5 separate regions of the Mus musculus genome follow, and regions 2, 3, 4 and 5 are each linked to region 1. A link is a contact called in public Hi-C and HiChIP or PLAC-seq data. All regions are on one chromosome and are shown on one strand. Each heading gives the region's core, a stretch centred on a gene start, on an enhancer-like site or on the middle of the called end of the contact. The rest is flanking DNA. Distances are from core to core; before and after follow the strand shown.

The links. Hi-C and Micro-C count contacts between places; a contact is called where the count stands out from the background. HiChIP or PLAC-seq counts read pairs in DNA pulled down with a chosen protein or histone mark.
Region 2: an H3K27ac HiChIP or PLAC-seq map of bone marrow-derived dendritic cells shows a contact between it and region 1, with 3 times the contacts expected there. The contact joins two enhancer-like sites. A contact is called at or near these places in 12 of 484 Hi-C or Micro-C datasets (the AtT-20 cell line, the G1E-ER4 cell line, Th1 cells and 9 more), 9 of 115 datasets of contacts at active chromatin or transcription factors (SST interneurons, bone marrow-derived dendritic cells, bone marrow-derived macrophages and 5 more) and 1 of 9 other capture datasets (embryonic stem cells).
Region 3: an H3K27ac HiChIP or PLAC-seq map of bone marrow-derived dendritic cells shows a contact between it and region 1, with 5 times the contacts expected there. The contact joins two enhancer-like sites. A contact is called at or near these places in 2 of 484 Hi-C or Micro-C datasets (liver and nephron progenitors) and 4 of 115 datasets of contacts at active chromatin or transcription factors (astrocytes, bone marrow-derived dendritic cells, bone marrow-derived macrophages and 1 more).
Region 4: a Hi-C map of uterus shows a contact between it and region 1, with 8 times the contacts expected there. The contact joins two enhancer-like sites. A contact is called at or near these places in 10 of 484 Hi-C or Micro-C datasets (bone marrow-derived dendritic cells, cerebellar granule neurons, cerebellum and 3 more), 5 of 115 datasets of contacts at active chromatin or transcription factors (bone marrow-derived dendritic cells, bone marrow-derived macrophages, embryonic stem cells and 2 more) and 1 of 9 other capture datasets (embryonic stem cells).
Region 5: a contact with region 1 is called in an H3K27ac HiChIP or PLAC-seq map of SST interneurons, with 4 times the contacts expected there. The contact joins two enhancer-like sites. A contact is called at or near these places in 9 of 484 Hi-C or Micro-C datasets (adipose-derived mesenchymal stem cells, bone marrow-derived macrophages, embryonic stem cells and 2 more), 3 of 115 datasets of contacts at active chromatin or transcription factors (SST interneurons, bone marrow-derived macrophages and embryonic stem cells) and 1 of 9 other capture datasets (embryonic stem cells).

What each region holds. Positions count from the first base shown.
Region 1 is chr3:50,905,038-50,907,840 of GRCm38.p6, forward strand. No RefSeq gene overlaps it. Among named protein-coding and RNA genes, the nearest start is that of Gm37548, 18 kb to the left of the region's middle. Within about 2 kb of position 1,449, at least 109 of the 459 cell types and tissues checked have an H3K27ac peak or open chromatin away from gene starts, as enhancers often do. A contact at or near this core is called in SST interneurons, bone marrow-derived dendritic cells and uterus, where this site is marked.
Region 2 is chr3:50,404,676-50,407,478 of GRCm38.p6, forward strand. The region is part of intron 6 of Slc7a11 (solute carrier family 7 (cationic amino acid transporter, y+ system), member 11); the gene reads right to left. Among named protein-coding and RNA genes, the nearest start is that of Slc7a11, 38 kb to the right of the region's middle. Within about 2 kb of position 1,421, at least 57 of the 459 cell types and tissues checked have an H3K27ac peak or open chromatin away from gene starts, as enhancers often do. A contact at or near this core is called in bone marrow-derived dendritic cells, where this site is marked.
Region 3 is chr3:50,536,557-50,539,359 of GRCm38.p6, forward strand. It overlaps Gm6209 (a long non-coding RNA gene), which reads right to left. Exons shown (of 6, transcript XR_003954471.1): 6 at 1-1,741. Among named protein-coding and RNA genes, the nearest start is that of Gm6209, 49 kb to the right of the region's middle. Within about 2 kb of position 1,370, at least 5 of the 459 cell types and tissues checked have an H3K27ac peak or open chromatin away from gene starts, as enhancers often do. A contact at or near this core is called in bone marrow-derived dendritic cells, where this site is marked.
Region 4 is chr3:50,608,182-50,610,984 of GRCm38.p6, forward strand. No RefSeq gene overlaps it. Among named protein-coding and RNA genes, the nearest start is that of Gm6209, 23 kb to the left of the region's middle. Within about 2 kb of position 1,385, at least 22 of the 459 cell types and tissues checked have an H3K27ac peak or open chromatin away from gene starts, as enhancers often do. A contact at or near this core is called in bone marrow-derived dendritic cells and uterus, where this site is marked.
Region 5 is chr3:50,638,927-50,641,729 of GRCm38.p6, forward strand. No RefSeq gene overlaps it. Among named protein-coding and RNA genes, the nearest start is that of Gm6209, 54 kb to the left of the region's middle. Within about 2 kb of position 1,330, at least 13 of the 459 cell types and tissues checked have an H3K27ac peak or open chromatin away from gene starts, as enhancers often do. A contact at or near this core is called in SST interneurons, where this site is marked.

The sequences.
Region 1 (2,803 bases), core at 199-2,698:
GCTCAAAGTCAAGTTTCCCAACAAGAAGAGAAGAAAAGGGGAGGAGGAAGGAGCCAGGTAGTAACACCGAGGGGAAACTTTAATCTGGTCTTTGTGAACTCCCAACACAAAGGCAGAATTAACACTGTAATTGTATGCAAACATCAGAGAAACAAAAATGACTCCCCCCACCCCCACCCCCGCAAGAAACTCTGCCTCATGTCACCATGACCCTGCAAACTCAGAAAGAAAACAGTGTTGGAGACTAGAAAGAAAGGCAAGTGAACACCTCCAGCCTCGTGTGGTCTCACGTTAGTCATTAGCCAAAAGCAAATCCCAAGTGGGTGAAGGGCATGGTGATCGGTCACGGCGTGAGGGTTGAAATGGGGCTCGTTCACTGGACAAATATTTACTATGCACCTTCAACACCAGGCACTCACTCACTGTCCGGGAGCATAGGGAAGCCGCCCCTGAGCTGGTGGAGCTTGAGTTTCTCAGCTCAAAGGCTGGATTTGGTCTCAGTGTGACTTAGGGGTCCATTTCAAAGATGCAACTACTCCCCACAGAGCGATGGTTTGACTCCTCTGAAAGTGTCTCCATGGCTACAATCCCTAGAGAAGGGCCAGAACCATGGAAATTAAGAACCTAGTTTTGTACAAAAAGGAAAGGAGTAAGTAACTTTCTAGCCAAACTCCATGGAACTCCACAAAATCACGGGCCACACCGAGGGGCAGCCCACAGAAGGTCTGGGCTCTGCCTTGGAGGAAGCAATGTGGGAGACCTGGTATTTGACAACAACGCAAGAACGGTAAGCTGAGAAAGGCAAGGCAAACAAAAGTGGAAGGTATAATATATATACATATAATCATAATAATCTCACTGCATACCCACCACCACCCCTAAGCATGTATTTATGAACTGACGTGATATGGCCCAGAAAGTCTTAATACTACAATATTAAATCCCGTCCACGGGAGAAGCGAAGACGGCACATTATAACAAAGACAGTTGGGCTCTGCGTTGTTGGTTTTCTGGTGCTTGCTAATGTTCTGGTTTTTAGCTTTGCTCACGTAGATGTTATGTTCCTTTAAAGGGCTCCCTTCCTGCCAGACCGTTTTTTCAACCAAAGTGCAATGCTGCCCCCTCGTGGCTGAATGCCGTGAGCGCGCACGCAGAAACCCAGCCTTCGCAAAGCCGACTCTACCCGGATTTCATTTTGCCATTTTTCCCCGTCTTCCAAAGTGCAACTATTTCATCTTTAAAGATTCACCGCTCGGGGGTATTTTCTGGCTTACACGCTAATCAACACGTTATTTTCTTCTATAACAGGAACCGTGCTCTGGTTACTTAACGAGGGGGAGTTGTGGGTATGTGGCGGCTTTCTCCACTTTGTGCTTTATGAATTAAGTGATCTCCCCAGAGAAGCTCAGAAATCAGGCCTATTCCATGTAACCTTTAGAATCCTGACTGGGATTCTCACTGGGGAGGCGTTCCCAGAGAGCGCCAGCTCAAGGAGATCAATGCCTGACAGACCATCCCACTCCCAGACAAATGTATTTGATTTCAGTTCAACCTTCGATTCTCATACTGAAACCAAAAGCTCTGAAAATAGCAATGCAGGTGAAACACTGAGCTGGGGAAAGGCTCCTTCCCGGGTTGAGCGAAAGAAAACAACACTCCCAGCTTAAAGAACGGCAGCCTGCATGGAAACACTGTGTGGGGCAGGTGGAGAGCTAACAGGGCAGCTCGCTTCGCCACGATCTGGGTCCAGCCACCGACCCGTCCCTGTATTAACAACCTGAGAATATGTGGAAATGCAAAGACGAGGGTCATCCAGAGCTACTGAATGCTAAAATCTGCCTCTAGGTCTTAGAAGTCTGCACTTTGACCAAGGTCCCCCAATGGTTTATAGCACCCAGAACTTTGAAAACCACTGAGTAATATTTAATAAGAGTCTTAACCTCCATTAAGAAGATACTGTTATTCTGAGATTTTTCAAATATCACAAAGCTGCAGAATAACCAGAGTGGGGTGGGGAGGGAGGGAGAGGAGGAGGGGAGAGGGAGAGGGAGAGGGGAAGAGAGAGAGAGAGAGAGAGAGAGAGAGAGAGAGAGAGAGAGAGAGAGAGAGAGAGAGAGAGAGAGAGAGAGAGAGATTACTTTCCTTTGATTTCTATCAAATTAAAAAGATGTTGCCTGACAACCCAAGAGTCCAACCAGTAAACACCGATAACCATCAACAAAAGTCATGATCACCACTTGGCCATGGCTGATGAGAGTTATCAATGGGATCAGCAACCTCAATGATAATACTTTTGAAAGTCCCTAAGTACAAAATATAAACCAGCTCATTCTGTGGTAACATTCGCTGGATCTGAGGGTAGGAGAGCCTACAGATACCTGCAGAGCATTTTTTTTCCTTGAGAGTAAGAGACCTACCAAAGGTAACCAAGATAGAGGACTGAGAAGTAAGAAAGGCAGAGGGAGGGAAAGAGGAAGGGGAAGGGCAGGGGAGATGAAAGGAGACAAGGGGACCAGAAAAGAGAAGGGGGAGGAGAGAGGGAGAGAGGGGGGAGGAGAGAGGGAGAGAGGGGAGGGGAGGGGAGGGGAGGAGAGGAGAGGAGAGTTGAAAAGTTTCACACCCTTTCAGAGGCTGGGGGGATCCCCTGCTTCTCCAGGCTGGGGATCCCAGTAGAAACCTACCCTCCCCGACTTAATAACAGACTACCCTGGAAATCAAAACCTGCCTGGTCATCAAGAAAAACTAAACAACAGCTGCAGGGAAAGGTCTAGAAGCATGCGTGACTCTAGAAGAATGGCTTTTT
Region 2 (2,803 bases), core at 171-2,670, 500 kb before region 1:
ATCAATCAATCCTTGGTTCCCACAAGAAGTTTATTAGGTGAGGATAGAACACACAAACAGCAGGTGAATACCTGTAAATTTGTGAAAATCATGACAAAGGGCCCTGTTCTGTTTATTAGGCTAATCGGTGCAAATAGACAATATGGTCCTAATGGGCTATTGAAAACATCTTCAGTAGTGCAGGAGACTTGGTGAATGATCCTTTCCTGCTCATATTCATGCTTTTAAGAGAACAAAACACACAGAATACTGACTTAAAATCTTCCAGACCACTGAGATTTACCAGGAACTGTCTGTCTCCTGTGAGCACATTTAATAAAGAAAATAAATAGAATCAGGGATTCCTCATAACACAGCATGATCGATTTCCTCACAAGTGTTATTCTTGTTTCCTGGCACACACACAAATCATGAGCCCTGTCCTTAAGGTAATCTTACTGAGTTAGATTCCTGGATGTGGCCCTTGGTTTTATGGTCTAAGAAATTAGCTCATTTCCCCCATTTGACCACCTATACTGTAACTGTCTTCTGAAATTAACTCTGGCCACTGTAGTAGGGTTTCTTTTATCTCAGGTCTCCTCATAGTCCACTCCCCTTCCCAGAGTTTGCATCTTCTGCCAACTACATCGGGTATACTAGAGCTGAAAGGACAGGCAGAGTCTGCCACCATAGCATCCTTCACTAACAAGCAAGATGCTGAGAAAGGACAAAGAACAAAGATAGCTAAATTTAAAGCAAAATAATCCAGATGCAGAAATGGAATCTTGGCTGATGTGGTGGTCACATGTCTATAGTCACAGAGCTGGGCAGCAGCAGCACTGCAAGTTCAAGGTCATCCTGAGCTACATGCTAAGATCCTAGCCCAGAAAAACAAAAGGCAGAAAAACCTAGAATCTTCTCTGACCCATGTGGCTCTATGAGCACAGCACCACTTTGAAGCTCACTTTGTCTAGCAGGATCAATGGTCTACCAAGCTGTCTCCTGTCCTGTGGTCATACTGTTAGCTCTCTCTTTACCTACGTCCAACTTTCCCCGGAATATCCAATGGGTGATAGACGGTCTTTAAAGTATTTTGCTTGACATACCCACACTCTAACCTATGATTTGTATTTGATGCTAAAAGTCTAAGGGCTGCCTCCTCCTCTTCCTCCTCTAGCACCTACCCACTCCTCTGTGTGTGTGTGTCTGTGTCTGTTTATCTGTTTGTGGTTATGTCCATCTAATGTGGGTATGTTCATCTGTATTCAGGTCTCTGTGAAAGCTAGAAGGCATAGGATCCCTTGGAGGTGGTGGTATGTGTGCTTGTAATCCATCCAACATGGATACTGGGAACTGAACCTGAATCTTGAAACAGCAGCAAGCGGTCCTAACCACTAAGCCATCTTTCCAGCCTTAAGATTCATCTATTTCACCAGATTGTGACGACTTTCCTTTCTGTCTCCAAGAACACGAGTCATCTGCATGACCATTGACTTCTTCACATTTCCCCATCCAAAAGCAGAACTTGAATTTCCTAAAACTCAAAGCAAGGTTAGTTGCTAGCATGTCCTACAGTTCCAATGCTAAAATCTCAAGGTTGATATCAAACAAGATACTGGACAAGAGTCCTTTACATTTATTTTGGAAATTTACATGACTAACCAAATTCTCTGGCTTGGATAATTTTGAGTTATAAATATTCTTTATAAACAAACCATCTCCTCTCGTCTCATTTGCTTTTCCAGTAGCAGAGAGAATCAATAAATGGATCATTTTTCACTAATAAAGAAACACCTGCAGCCCTGTATTTACGAAGGGAGTGCAGGGACAAAGTGTTGATTCATCTTATTCTCTAAGTAGGTGGATCTCTATCTTAGGCCAGGGATAGGTGACTATGTTTCTTCTGCTGCATGCCATGTCACTGTGTCTCCCTAGCAGTGGAAGAAGTGTCAGTTAACTTCTCAAAGATGCTGTTTTATTATGACCAAACACGCAAAAGAAGGTTAAAGAAGTCCCCACCACTATAACTCCATTTAAACTGGTTGTCACAAGAAGAAAACCCACTGGACTTGAAATCAAGTTAATATTTCCAAGCACTGATTTCCATTCTCCAAAGACTTTCCTTGGCACCTGCCTGCCAGTCTCAATGACTGCTAGATCAGGTCCCAAAGCCTTCCAGTGGAAGCTTAGGCTTCCCACAGGCCAACATCTGCAATGTCCTACACAGGATGCATTACGCATCAGTCCCTGAAAGCAATCATTCTTCTACAGTTTCTGGATGCCCAGGCCCTGCGTCAGACACCTCCATCTCTCTGTTCTGCTTTCTACTTCCTCTTCTTCTATAGTAAAGTTCTATAGTTACTTCCTTAGTTCACACTGATGTCTTTTGTGATCAAGGGCTCACTTCTGCCTTTCCTCCCACAAGATTAACTGGTTTGTTAGAAAGACTCTGAGCTCTGGAGCTAGAAAATCATAGACTGTTGTCCTAATCTCTCTGGACAACTGCATAGCCATAAGAATGAAGGCATTCTACTTCTTTGAGCCTCAGCTTTCTCCTCTGCATGAGAAACATATCATACAATGAAACAAATCACCTGAGTTACTAACCCCTGTAGCCCATCTATGAGCCAGATTAAAATGCTGTTTGTATATTTACTAAAGAAATATTTTTAAAGCTGTGCATATATATATACATATATGTATATGTGTGTGAGAAAGAGAGAATATATGTGTATATATGTGTGTATATGAGTGTATGTGTAAGTGTGCAAATATATATTTCTATTTAATATATTTATATATGTATATAAAACAAGATTTTATA
Region 3 (2,803 bases), core at 120-2,619, 370 kb before region 1:
ATTCCTTGCTTAGTACTGATACACAAATCAGACCAACCTTGGGGACTTCCTGTTGCACATGGTTAAAATTCATGAATCTTATATTAGGGCATAATAAGGAAGTAAATTTCAGCAAGAATCTAACTTTAGGCTATAATAGGGAAGTAGGGTAAGGCAGGAATTTTAGTCTTTGGGTGGAACAGAAGAACTAGGCTTCAGGCAAGAGTTTGGGCTTGGACAAGGAAGTGGGCTCATGTATTTTAGTCATTATGACAAGCCCTTTTAAACAACTGTCATGGGAGTAATCACAGGAATTCACTTAAGGCTTTGTTAGTTCCTTATTGTACTGCTCACCCAAAATACTTGCATGTAATTAAAATGGTATAAAAAGTAGATGGGAAATACCAAATTTGCCTTCAGTCTCAGACTTGACTGGGGTCATGCTAAAAAAAATAAATAAATAAAAAATAAGTTAAAAAATTCGTTTTCTCCAGAGACAGTCTGTTACCCCTGCAGTTCATCCACCCCCGCTACCGACCACTGCCTCTGTGAGCCTCTGTTCTCTACAGAATCCTGTATCATCAGGTTCTGTCTAGCTTTCATTTTGTAGGTGAAAGTTATCAATCCTCAATTTTAGCTTTAACTCCATTGTTCCAAACTCTGTCACTTTTAATGGACTTTCAGAACATATGTAGTATTTAGGGAACAAAAACATCAAGCAATTTAGAGCTCAGTGGCATAAAACTTAATGAAACTATCAGGACGTTTGGAAGTAAATATAGCTTTCACTCCTGTCTGTCTCAATCTCCCTTTTCTAAATCTGGTTCTCTTCTTCTTCTTCTTCTTCTTCTTCTTCTTCTTCTTCTTCTTCTTCTTCTTCTTCTTCTTCTTCTTCTTCTTCTTCTTCTTCTTCTTGTTCACCTTTCCCTATCACCAAGGGCTCCTGTCCCCAGCTCTCTGAGACTGAATTAAGGTCAGTGTGAAACTGAAATTTGAGAACTGGGGACAGTTTAGTTAAATCTTCCTTTGCACTGCATTTCCTGTATTCATTTGCTTGTTCAACTAAATGGTTTTGTTTGTGTGTTGTTTTGCAATGCTAAAGATTGAATCCAGGGCCTTGTGCATGCTAAACAGACCTCCACAGCTGACGTACTCTTTTCCTGTCCTTAACTTCTGGTTTCTTCTAGCTTGTTCTGCACCAATATTACTTGAACATTTGTCTGTTTCTCTCTACATAGTCACACCTTTCAGGAAGAAAACTTAGGTTATCATGGGCAATACTGAACTGCATGCACAGGACTCAATTTAATAGTTATGGAATTTAGGACTGCTCAGATTCTTATGCTACAATTAAGGGAAACAAGACTCTGGAATGTAAGGGACTTTTCCAATGTCATACATTTGGTCACTGGAAACTACCAAATGAACCACTAACCTTTAGTTCTTTCTATGGGATGTGTCTAATTCAAATTTGAATCTTTGACATTGATATTGACAGATGACTGGTTTACATTTTAATGTATGGAGTTTTAAAGGAATTCAGCTACCACCCATGCTGGTTCCAGAGGGCTGTTATGATCAAGTGCTGTGAGGTGTGACAAGGTCAGTGACAAAACAGTCTCCGCATGCTCTTATACTCCCAGTACAAGTGTCATCTTAAGGGGAGTAACAGAAATCTGAATAAGGCGGTTCTTAGGATGCTTCCAGTATTCTTCTCAAATCTTTGAACACAGAAAATGAGTAAGTCGTTTGTTTGTGTCTTCTGAAACAAAAATAAACAAAACACAGATGCAAGAATAAATCAAGTACCATTGTGTATACTTGTATTTCACTACCAACCAGTTACACACTCAGGCAGCTCTTTTCTTTCTATCACTGAGGGCATCTGACATCCAGGGCTGTCTTCTGTTTCCTGTTCATTCACAAGAACAGTGCTGTTCAATTGTTTTTACACTTGATCTTAGCCAAAAGGCTGAGAAGCAATATATTTCATTGTTTTTAAAGGAGCAGGCACATTTCATTCACCAGAGACATGCCCTCTACTACCAAGAAGAGACAACTCCACTAGAACCCCTCTGCCATCATGTTTTAAGACATCAAGATCATGACCAACACGTGTTCAAGGTTTATTCCTTAAACACATATATTTTTAATTGTTATCTAAAGGCACTGAAAATACATACTTTGATGGGTACCACCTTATGTTTCAAGATATGTATACATTATATGATATTCAAATAGAGTTGAATATCTTTATCTCTACAAATGTCTATCGTGCTTTTATGATAACAACCTTTCTGTTTGAAATACATGGTGATTCTTGCTTGATATTCCCCTGTACAATATTATTGCAGAGGGACTAAACAGTCCATCTATTGTGCCTTACCGACTCAACAGTCAACTTTTCTTCATACTGTCTTCTCTCGGCTCCATATGCCTCAAGCTCAGATAACTACAAATCTACTTGCAATCTATACATGGCTTTTCATGACAGGTAGTAGTGTCTCTCTTTATCTGTCTTCCTTCACTTATAACAACCACCCCTTCATATTTCCATTCATATTGTTACATGTGACAAGATTCCATCTGCCATTTGGTTAGATATAATTCTATTGAAGTATGTGCAAATCCATGTATCATTTGATGGACTCATAAGATTATTTCCATTGCTTGGCTACTATGAACAATACTGCCTTGAACATGAAAGTTTGTGTTTCTCTGTAACAGGCTAATCTCTTTTGCTGTGGGTTATAATTACTGGCACTTATAGTGGTTGTGATTTTAATGCAGGGAGGAATTGATAAATCCCCACTTCTATTAATTA
Region 4 (2,803 bases), core at 135-2,634, 300 kb before region 1:
CCTTTTATGTCTGAGTCTGCTTCTTTCAGCTTTAAGAAGCTGGGTTTCACCAGCAGCTTTACTCCTTTCCCCTTTACTCACCTGATACCATCAGCTGCCTGCCGGCACAGCTATGAGCAGGCCAGATTACTCCACCCCCATCTCTACAAATACTGAAAATACCTACCTATATATCTTTGAAACATAGGAAAACACAATTTTATAATTTCATTTCAGAGAAGTAGGACCAGAACATTGAAAATCAACCAATCTTTGGCCAACTAAGCCAGTGTACATGCTACGCAGTACAGGGTTATAGGCTTTGGTTTGGTTTGGTTTGGTTTTTTGAGACAGGGGTTTATTGCATAGGCCTGACTTGCTATACTAACCAAGCCTCGACCTTAAGACAGTCCTTCAGCTCTGATTCCCAAGAGCCGGATTACAGGGATATGTCACTGTGCCTGGGTAAGAGTCTATATATTTCATATGTGAAAATATTTAAAAGATTGACTATCGTCACCAAAGCACGGAAGTTGGGCTTTCATTGTGAATTGTGGAGAACTATGCTTGCGATCAAAGAAGTGGGCAATCTCCAACTTGAGCATCTGAAATTCTGCATTATGATAGCTGCTGTATTTACTTCACTGAGAAGTTGCCAAGTTCTGCTCGTGCAATGAAGGTAAGGGCGTGTGGAAATTGTAACATATTCAGAATGGTTAGATTCTGAGTGTATAACGATAGCATGATGATTTTGTCAGGTTGAGGTGAAAGATGCCTGCCTCATTCATTCGTTCCTATTTTCAATTTCTGTAAAGAATAATTTTCAAAGCTTAAGTCATGATCTGCTCTATAGTCCTCACTTCTATTCTGCATCCCTCTTATGTCATATACGTTCATACTTTCAGATTGAAGGAGAACATTAACCAACTTATAGACACTAAAGATAAATTTGTACACAAGGGAATTCAAATACAGCTACATGACAAAATGGCCAATGCTATTGCCCAGAAGTCTCCTTTGTAACCTCAATAAAATTATAGGCATACAATAGTGAGGATTCATCCTTAGTCTTCTGGGTTCTCGGTGGCCAAGAATACTTTTTAGGGCGATTAACACCAGAGTCATCAATCTCTAATGGGTATCTGAATGCCCACAAGTTCAGGGAGTCTTCTGACCATGAGAGTTAACAGTAACAATCAGCTCTGGCCACCTGTATTATTTGTGTTTGAAAAGTGTCCATGTTGACTGAACAAACACTCTCAGGCACCACACATCTGTGGTCTGCAGGGCTACTTTCATCACACTGAGCCTGTTCTTTGAGAGCGACTGGCTTCATGCTGAACTCAGCATGAGGACAACAGGGCAGGACACCAATTAGTGAAGGCATTTGCACCAGCCTGACAGGACCACTGTGCGGGGAAGTTCACTGGAGCCTATACAAGAGCAGAAGCATGTCCTTCGGCAGTAAATAATTAAACTGAAAGGGAAAGGCGTTATGCTTCATAGGCGGAGATTTGATTTATGTTCAGGAAAATCCGCAGCCTTCAGAAATCTGATCAGTTACCAGTCCCACATGATCTTGACAAAGCCGCTAGGAACTGCACCGGTTCCCTTGTACTATACTTTCTCTGTCATCTAAATTCAGTTTTTGACCTTCAGCAGGGCAGACATGAAAACACAGGTCAGGCTGTGAGCCAGCACAGTGCTGAGTAGAAGTTGTCAGGAGCCCATCTCTACTTCTTGAAAACAAACACGCGCCATCATGATTTGCTCTCCTGGCCAGTGCTCACGTCAATTTTGTAGCTTCCAAGTTTTCATTTAACCATAATGATTAATTTTTCTATTTTCTAGATTTGCAGAACTAAAAATAAAGATAAGGTAACTAGCCAAGTACCGAATGTAATTTTCTCTAGCACATAAATTTTGCCTTTAGTCCAGTCTATAGATCTAATTCCCACTTAGTCTGTTTCCATTCAAGTTGTTCTAGAAAAGACAAAGAAAAGATCAGAAGCCAAATCTCCTGTCTGATAACATTCTTCGAAACTTTAAACAGCTTTAAGAGAGTTGGCCTCAAACCCAAACATTAACTTGATCGCTCAATTTTAATGAGGTCAAGCAAGCTGCTGAGCACCTGGCTGGTACTCAAGGTCCTGCCCTGAGTGGTGAGGGCCACCTTGTTCTTACCAAGAATGTAAGAGGTAGTGACAGGTGATAATGTAATGCAGAAAGCTGTTGCCCAGGTCACTTCATCTTTGAACCCCACTGGATTCCCAGAGGCAATGGCATAGGTTCTAGCTAGGCATCAGCAGTTTTCTCATTATCTAAGGAGCTGAAGAAGACTTTTTGCAGAGAATAATTTTTTAAAAAAATTAGGAGGACCCGTAATATGTATGGATTTGCCAGCCTAAGGAAGGAAGGAAGGAAGGAAGGAAGGAAGGAAGGAAGGAAGGAAGGAAGGAAGGAAGGAAGGAAGGAAGGAAGGAAGGAAGGAAAACTTCTAGAAATTTTGAGCAGAGATCTGGAGGCGATACTGCAGTGACTATCTGTATTACGCCATTTAAATCAGGGTACTCATTGCACACTATTTACTGTGAAAGCATTCAAGCCCCTTCTAACCTCTTGAAAGGCATAGTACATTACCATTATCTACAGCAACTCTACTGTGCAACCACAGACTAGAACGCTGTGGCCCTCTTGTCATATAACTTAGCACCTGTGAATCAATTTTTGATTTGAATTTCAGCCATTGATCAACCTTTACCAGACATTCAACTGCCTGAGAAAAGAATCACCAGTTTTTTCCTGGGTAATGATGAGAGTGTAA
Region 5 (2,803 bases), core at 80-2,579, 270 kb before region 1:
TCTACAAAAAATATGTACCAATTTACATAATTAAAAATAACTATTTTTAACAGTTCCAGGAGCTGAAGATTGCCACCTGACCTTCAGAGAGCCCCGGGGCTCTTTCCCCCTCCCTTGGAGCCTCCTCTTGCTTATGCTTATATTGCCACTCCTGAATAAAGTTTTCAGAGCATGATAAAAAAAAAGGAACGTCTCAATAAATATGTTTAATTGGGAAGTAAAAAGACTTTGGTGTTAGCTCAGAAGGTAAAGTGTTTGCTCTACAATCATGAAGATCTGAGTTTGAATACCCAAAACCCACAGACATTATGATGTGGTAGAATACACATCTGTAATCCCAAGACTCCTACTGTGAGATGGGATGCAGGAACTCACAGGGTAGCTAGGCTGCTGTATGCAACAGAGAACAAAAGATTCTGTCCTAAAACAGACAGAAGGCAAAGGCAGACCCACACTGCCATCTAACCTCCACACACATGTTTATATAGTACAAGCCTACACACACATACACAGAGAGAGAGACAGAGGCAGAGACAGAGACAGAGAGAGACAGAGACAGAGACAGAGACAGAGACAGAGGCAGAGGCAGAGACAGAGACAGAGGCAGAGGCAGAGGCAGAGACAGAGACAGAGGCAGAGACAGAGACAGAGGCAGAGGCAGAGACAGAGACAGAGACAGAGAGAGAGACAGAGACAGAGAGAGAGACAGAGACAGAGGCAGAGACAGAGAGAGACAGAGAGAGAGACAGAGGCAGAGACAGAGAGAGAGACAGAGACAGAGGCAGAGGCAGAGACAGAGACAGAGACAGAGACAGAGACAGAGACAGAGGTAGAGACAGAGAGCGCATATGCATGAGAATGCTTTTTAAGAAGTAATAATATTTCAGTGTTTAAAGGATTTCATGATAACCTGCTTTTAATTTTCTGTTCGACTCTCTTCATGTTCAAAACCTTCATTGACGCTTTCCATCCCCTCTGACTGCGCACCCAGTCTGACCCTTCCTTGGAGTTTCTCGCCTGTATTCACTGTGTCACACCACCACTGCAAACATCATGCTTTCCATGACGAATTTCTCTAATTGCAGTTCTACAGGCTTGACGCTGTTCCTTTCGCAGTTCATGCCACATAGGATTAAACAATGAGAAGGAGAAGGGACTTGAAGATCCGGAGTACATTACAAACCAGCTTCTTAACCTAATCATCTCAGTTCATTAAAATCGGCAATCAGCGTGCCGGTTTCATTTCTCAAACGCTTCACTATAAAACCCCAGCCTTTGCTGGAGCAGCCTAATCACTGCCTAATTAGCATAACTTCAAAACTCCCAGCTAGTCATTCTCAATTGGATCTCTTGCTTCCTAGAACGTCTTATGCTGCTTTGACGGGGAAAACTGCAGCCAGCCCAGCCACAAGTGAAGCCTCATTTGGCCCAAGCCATTGGTAACTTTCAAATGACAGACAAATTGATAACAAAAACTATTCTAATTTTAATGTCCCACGGGAGGATGATATAGACAGAGCCAGGTGATGCTGTTCTGCAAGTCACTGGGAAAGCATCTCCATGTCCACTGGCAGCCTGATGTTCTTACCGGTCCTTCCCCTACTTTACTCCGAATTTTTAACCTATTTCCCAAATCAGGCCTATAATTCTGTATATTTTTCTCCGATTCTATTTGTCTAGAATTTATCTGTCTTTTCCTGAGCAGAGATTCCTACTAGGTCATTCTTTTCATGGTATGTCTCTGACTCTTCTGCTTATCGGAGTCACCATAATTTGCTGTGTGAGTGAAAAACTGAGGCCATGAACCCTTCTCGCCGCATGAATCAGTTTGTCCTTGTCTCAAAATTGTCTGCATCAGGGCTGGCAGGTGGCCCAGTCTTTTAGACTGCTATGTGATATTCCAGAGATGGGGATTTGGTTCCAAGCACTTAAATCAGGTTCAGGTGGCTCACAACCACCTGTAAGACCAGTTCTGGGGGACCTGACACCCTCTTGTGGTCTCTGCAAGCACCTGCATACAGGTAGTGCATATAAACTCACCCAGGGCATACACATAAATAAAAACCAATGTAAAAGGTACTCTACATCAATAAAAGAATTTTAATAACTGTCTTGTGAATAAGAATTTCTCTGATATGCCAGGCAAAGTGTCACAGGCCTTTAATCTTTTAATGAGAGCCAGCCTGGTCTACATAGTGAGTTGTATGGCATCCAGAATTACATTGTGATATTCTATCCTGAAAAACAACAACAATAACAACAAAAAGATGGTTTCATTCTGTATGTTATATGCTCACATAATTAAGATCTGAATCATCACACATTTACCATTAAAAGTATTTCAAAAAAGACATTATAGAAGTAAAAAGAAAATCTGGAAACTGTTGATTTAATTCCATAGTTTTACATATATGAAGTTGAGGCTGTTGTTTCAAACCATACTTAAGGTTTGTGTCTTCTTCCACAATGAACCAAAGTGTGTGGAGAGTGGACAAACCTTTTGCACTGCTCTCAAATTTCTCTCTGCTAGATGCAGGATGTATGCACAGGGGAAGATAAGTAAATATGCATTTAATATTGAATAAATGAGACATATAAAGTCAAGAAAAGTACACAAGTACACATGTATTTAAAGATATTTTAGGCCAAGTGTCGTTGCACAGTTTGTTTAGCATGTCTACGGCCCTGGATTTAATTTCTTGTAACACAATACAATAAAGTAACAAATATATTGTTTTAAAACATGATATGGTGAGTTAATATTAATACATACCAATTCAAAGTAAGGGTTCTATTGAGATTG